Regions from separate parts of the Oryctolagus cuniculus genome. Here region 2 is linked to region 1. Evidence: chromatin contacts called from public Hi-C data. All regions are on one chromosome and are shown on one strand. The core of a region is the stretch at or near the end of the contact, and the rest is flanking DNA. Distances in the headings are between cores, read along the strand shown. Region 1 overlaps SGMS1 (sphingomyelin synthase 1). Region 2 overlaps SGMS1 (sphingomyelin synthase 1).

Region 1 (2,700 bases), core at 192-2,691:
CATGTACAGGCCTGGCACACACTTCCAAGACTTTGTAGGTCTCCACCGCTGTGAGACCCAGGTGCAACCCAGCCAATATCAGCCTGAACAGCTAAGTGACTCCCTCTCCTACCCCTCCTCCAAACTCGAGCAGATAGCAAGAAGCAAGGCTCCAGTCGCTGGGGAGCAGGGTAGGAAAGTAAGCACAGGACTGTGTCTTAGAACTTACTGTTGTGCTAGTAAAACCCAACACTGTGCAGATACTAACAGTTCCTGTCCCCACACCAGTGCCTATAAAATTAGGAGCCTTTGGACACATCTTAGTGCCAGGTGGAGACCCATGGTCCCAGTCAATCAGCCTTATACCCCAGCCAGTATCACCTGTGACTACTAACAAGTTTAAACTCGGCAGTAAGCAGCCCTTGGTCCTACTCCCATGCTGTGCTGGTCTTAGCAGGCTATTAGCTCTGGTATGACCTAGCATTGTAGCACTGACGCCACAGGACTGCCCATATCATTCCTCTCCAACCCCAAACAGCACAACACAGAGTAATTGTCTGCTTAGGGAAGAAAAGGGAAGTGAGTGCCAAGCTGCTACCCAAGACCTTCAGACGAGTCCCTCCACAATGAGGCTCAGAGCAGGGCAGAATCCTGAAGGGCCCAATCACAGTGGCTGTGGATGAGGTGTCTGAACCTATCCTAGTCTCCAATAGGGGCTGGTGGGGATGGACTACCCTTTTCAGATACTCCATCCAGAATATACCGACAAAAAATTTGAAACAAATTTGGCTTGGGGCACCCTCTAGTGCTGAAATAACAACACCACACTAACAGCGGACTCACAGCAAACACGTACTTAGAGCACAATCTAGTGCTGAAATAGCGGAAGTGCCCACAAGCCGAGAAAATAAGCAGACTGCTTAAAATTCCTGGAAGGAAAGGCACAAACTAAGCCATACTATGAAGACTTGAATAAGGTTCTAATCCTTCAAGGTGCAGATGACACTGTATACCAACAAGCATCAGGAATTTTCAGGGAACCATGACCTCACCCAATGAACAAAATGAGACACCAAAAACTGGCCATGGAGCAACTGTTATCTGCAAACTCTTAAATGCAGAATTCCAAATAACTGTTTTAAGAAAACTCCATGAATTTCAAAAAAGGAGATGGAGTTAACATTAAATATTTCTTAAAAACTAAAGTTTTTAAACAAAACTTCAAAATGCAATAGAAAGCATCAACAGCAGAATAGATCAAACAGAACTGCTGAACATGAAGGCAGGCTATTTGAAAACACACAGCTGGAGGAGACAGAAGAAAAAACTGGTGGCATCCCAGTTTTTGTTTGTTTTTGTTTTTGTTTTTAATCAGAGAGCCAGTTAGGAGTTTGGCTGTTCCACTGTATGATTCAAGTTCCTGTTATTGTGCCTGGAAAAGCAGCTCAAGATGACCCAAGTACTTGGGCCCCTGATACACACGTGGGAGACTCATATGGAACTCCTGGCTCCAAGCTACAGCCTGGCCCAGCCTTAGCTGTTGAAGCCATTTAGGGAGTGAGAGAACCCAAAACTCCATCTGAGTCTCCCATGTAGGTGGCAGGGGCCAAAACACTTGAGTTATCGTCTGCTGCCTCCCTGGAGCATTAAGCAGGAAGCTGGATGAAAAGTGAAGTAGCCAGGACTCTATGCAGGCATCTGGAGTGACAGCTTAACAAACAATACCATGATGTCCATCCCCTCAAAGGGCCCTTTTGCTTCCCCTATCACAAAACTGCCTCAAGAAGTTCAGCACAACCTCAGAGGCGTGCCCAGGCAGCCAGGTCAGTCTGCCTCCACCGCCCTCCTCCCCCTTTCCTCCCTCTCCTGTGATTAGGACAGACCTGTTTGGGCAGGCGGCCATCGACCAGCCCACACAGGGCACGCCTCTTTCACAATGACATCTCGGTCCCGAGACCTTTCCTCCGGCATGCCAGGCACACGTCCCTACTCCCTTCTCCGCCAGTCACTACCCTGCCCCATCCTCACACTCTCTCCTTTCCCCTACTTCCCTCAAGAGTAATAAAGTCTTAGGTTCTTCTTCAAAGTGAACTCCCTCCAAAAAAAAAAAAAGTAATAAAGTCCTACCCCCTTGGCCTTGGCCTCAGGCACACCCACACCTCTATTTCCAGCTCAGTCTTCTGCCCCCACAGGAAGCCTGTGGGCAAAATCTCCTTGCTGGTCCTGCTGTCTCCCCCTGCAGCCAGATTTCCCCTGCCTCTGTCGCTGTGTGAGGGTCACCTCCAGCCAACTGCCCCACTTCTTTAGGAGACAGGCTCCCTGGAGTCTCTCCTCCACCATGCTGCCCTTAGTACTTCCTTCAATCCCCAATCTTCACTTAAACCTGTGGCTCTTAGGAACTCCATTCCCAATTGTTTTGTTAAAAAGACTTTATTTTATTGACTCAAAAGGCAGAGTGACAGAGAGGGAGAGGGAGAGCTTCCATCCACTGCTTCATTCCTCAAATGGCCACAATGGCCAGGTCCAGGACAGGCCAAAGCCAGGAGCTCAGAACACCATCCAGGTCTCTCAATGTGGGTCTCAGGGCCCCAGGCACTGGGGTTATCTTCCACTGCTTTCCCAGGCACTTCTGCAGAGAGGTGGATCAGAAGCAACCAGGATTCAAGCCAGCATTCACATAGGGTGCCAGGATTGCAGGCAGTGGCTTAACTCATTGCACAA
Region 2 (2,700 bases), core at 36-2,535, 260 kb before region 1:
TACTGCTTTCCCAGGCCATAGCAGAGAGCTGGATCAGAAGTAGAGCAGCTGGGACTCGAACTGGCGCCCATATGGGATGCCGGCACTGCAGGTGGCGGCTTAAGCCGCTATGCCACAGCACCAGCCCCTGCCTTCTTTATCAACTGACTGACAACTGCTAGCAGCAAAGCTTAACTTCCCAGAAGGGACATTCCTGATCCATGAAACAGGTCTGCATGGAACACAGGCTGTGAAGGGACTACATCAGGTTTGGAATAAGGTACATCACCACCAGGGGGCAGTATAAAGTCAATGAAATAACATCCCAGCACTCATTTCCAGTTAAAACCAATGCTGGAGTTAACTTCCAGCAAACGTCCTGGGCCAAATGACACCATTAAATAATGGAATTGCAAGAACTAGAACCCTGTTTTCTTAGTTATCAATTGATGCTATCTCCACCATACCCGTAAGATCTTATCGCACATCCAGTGGCTATAATTAGCAACATGGCCATTTCGAGTTTTTCTTGCAAACTTAATGCCCTTCTGAGCTATCCTGCCCTCCCACAAGACTGCTGAGGGTGTTAACAAAATAAACATTAAAGAGCACACAATTTAGCAGAAGGACTTATCCTATCACTATAAATATTTACTGCTGTTTTTATACAAAATTTTAACAAGCTTTATTCTCTGGTGTCTCTGACTATAACTTAATGCAACAAATTTAAAACCATGCAACTAATCAAAGATGACTGACAGATTGTAAAGAATTTATAAGAAAATGATCAGGAGAGGCAGCAAGATGGTGGAACAGGGAGGGAGTTTACTGCTCTGGTCTGGGGAAAGATAGTTAAAAAAAAAAAAAAACGTGGAGAAAGTGCAATTTCAGGAAAGAGTTAAGGAGAAAACAGCAGAGGAAACTCCATGCAAATCAAGGGACACTGTAGATCCACGTGGAGGGTGTGGACGTACACAACTCAGAACCAAGCAGCTGAGAGCCCCAGCACCAGCTCCGGATAGTGAGGTGAGACCAGATGGCAGATGGCAGCAGCCCAAGCCACTGCAGATAAAGCTGAGGGAAGAGCCTGGTGTAAGTCTGGCGTGCAGCCCTGTGGGGGACAGTGTACCTGCCAACCTAGAGGGAAAAAAACGGGGGCACGTTTCGCTCTCCCTGACCACCTGGCACTGATGTCCTCTAACTAGCACAAGCTTCTCTCCCTGTGCCCAACAACCAGCCAAGAGGAGACAGGGGCCTGGGAGCTCGTGACTGTGGCAGCCTTGTGTGCTGGGACTGTGAAAACACTGAGGCTGTGTGTGAAGGAGGAGGGTGAGGCTGGGACTTCGGGCAGTCACTGTGGATGGCTCAACACATTCAGGGCTCCCTGATTCCCTGGGGAGGATCACTGCTGCAGGATCTGTGCTCACGCCAAGGACTGCACGGATCATTTGTGTGGTTTTAGTGGCAGAAGAGGTGAATATCGTACCCAGCGGGGCTAGCGCCCAAGCATTGGTCTCCTTGGAGGTGAGCATGAGATTAGACCAACAGAGCTGAACAAATCTCCCCTTTTAGAAGGAAAAAAAAAGAGAGATTTACTCCTAATTTGGGAGTCACCTTGGACACTCCCCTCACCCTGGAGCACTGAACAGAGCTCCCTGGCCATACCCAGCACACACCTCACTCAGGGTATTCACTGAAAGAGCAGACACTCCACTAATCCACAGAAGCATAGTCCAAAGATAAAAGTCATCACAAGGAAAAAAAAAAAAAAAACAATAAGTATTTCCATAAATGCCTAAAAATAAATGCAGCAATTCAAGAAACAAGAATAGGGAAGACAACATGATGCCCACAAAGGACTACAACACTTCAATAATAGAATGTGAAAATGAAGAGACTGATGAAATGCAAGAAATGGAATTCAAAATTGATTGTAGGATTACTTAGAAGTAATCAGAAGCAAATCCACAAACTAAAGAAATCTATACATGATATGAAAGAAATTTTTTTCTTGTGAAATTGAGATTAAATAACAAAATACTGGAAATGTAAAATTCAATTAAAAAAAATGCAGTGGAAAGCCTTAACAACAGAATCAGTGAGGAAGAAGAAAGAATATCCAAGTTAGGAGAGAAACCTCTGGAAATTTTACAGTCACAACAAAAAAAGAAGAGGAAATTAGAAAACAAAAAAAACAGTGTTGGAGATCAATGGATACTATCAAACTACCCAACATACAGGTAATCTTAAGAGCTCCTGTAGGCATGAAAGAGAGAATGGATTAGAAAGCCTTTTGGGTGAAATCATTACAGAAAACTTCCCCAATTTGGAGAAAGGAAGGGACGTCCAAGTACAGGAAGCATATAGGATCACTAATAGACAAGACCAGAAAAGATCTTACCAAAACACATTGTAATTAACCTCACAGTAAAACATAAAGATAAGATTCTAAAGTATGCATGAGAGAAAGAACAGATTGCTTTCAGAGGATCTCCAATTAGACTCACAGCTGACTTCTCATCAGAAACCCTACAGGCTAGGAAAGAATGGCGAGATATATTCTAAGCCTTAAGAAAAAAAACTGTTAACCCAGAATATTGTACCCTGCAAAGCTCTCATTTATGAATGAGGGTGAAATAAAGACCATATGGAATGCTGGCACTGCAGGCAGTGGCTTTACCCACTATACCACAGCGCTGGCCCCTCCTCTTTTTCTGTAAC

What was found. A called contact is a pair of places that touch in the nucleus more often than the background predicts.
Region 2: a Hi-C map of an unstated tissue shows a contact between it and region 1, with 6 times the contacts expected there. The contact joins two enhancer-like sites. A contact is called at or near these places in 4 of 6 Hi-C or Micro-C datasets (liver, psoas muscle, skin fibroblasts and 1 more).

Annotation. Positions count from the first base shown.
Region 1 is chr15:43,287,887-43,290,586 of mOryCun1.1, reverse strand. The region is part of intron 1 of SGMS1 (sphingomyelin synthase 1); the gene reads right to left. Among named protein-coding and RNA genes, the nearest start is that of SGMS1, 15 kb to the right of the region's middle. Within about 2 kb of position 1,441, at least 1 of the 8 cell types and tissues checked has an H3K27ac peak or open chromatin away from gene starts, as enhancers often do.
Region 2 is chr15:43,550,081-43,552,780 of mOryCun1.1, reverse strand. All of the region lies in intron 6 of SGMS1 (sphingomyelin synthase 1), which reads right to left. Among named protein-coding and RNA genes, the nearest start is that of ASAH2, 74 kb to the left of the region's middle. Within about 2 kb of position 1,285, at least 2 of the 8 cell types and tissues checked have an H3K27ac peak or open chromatin away from gene starts, as enhancers often do.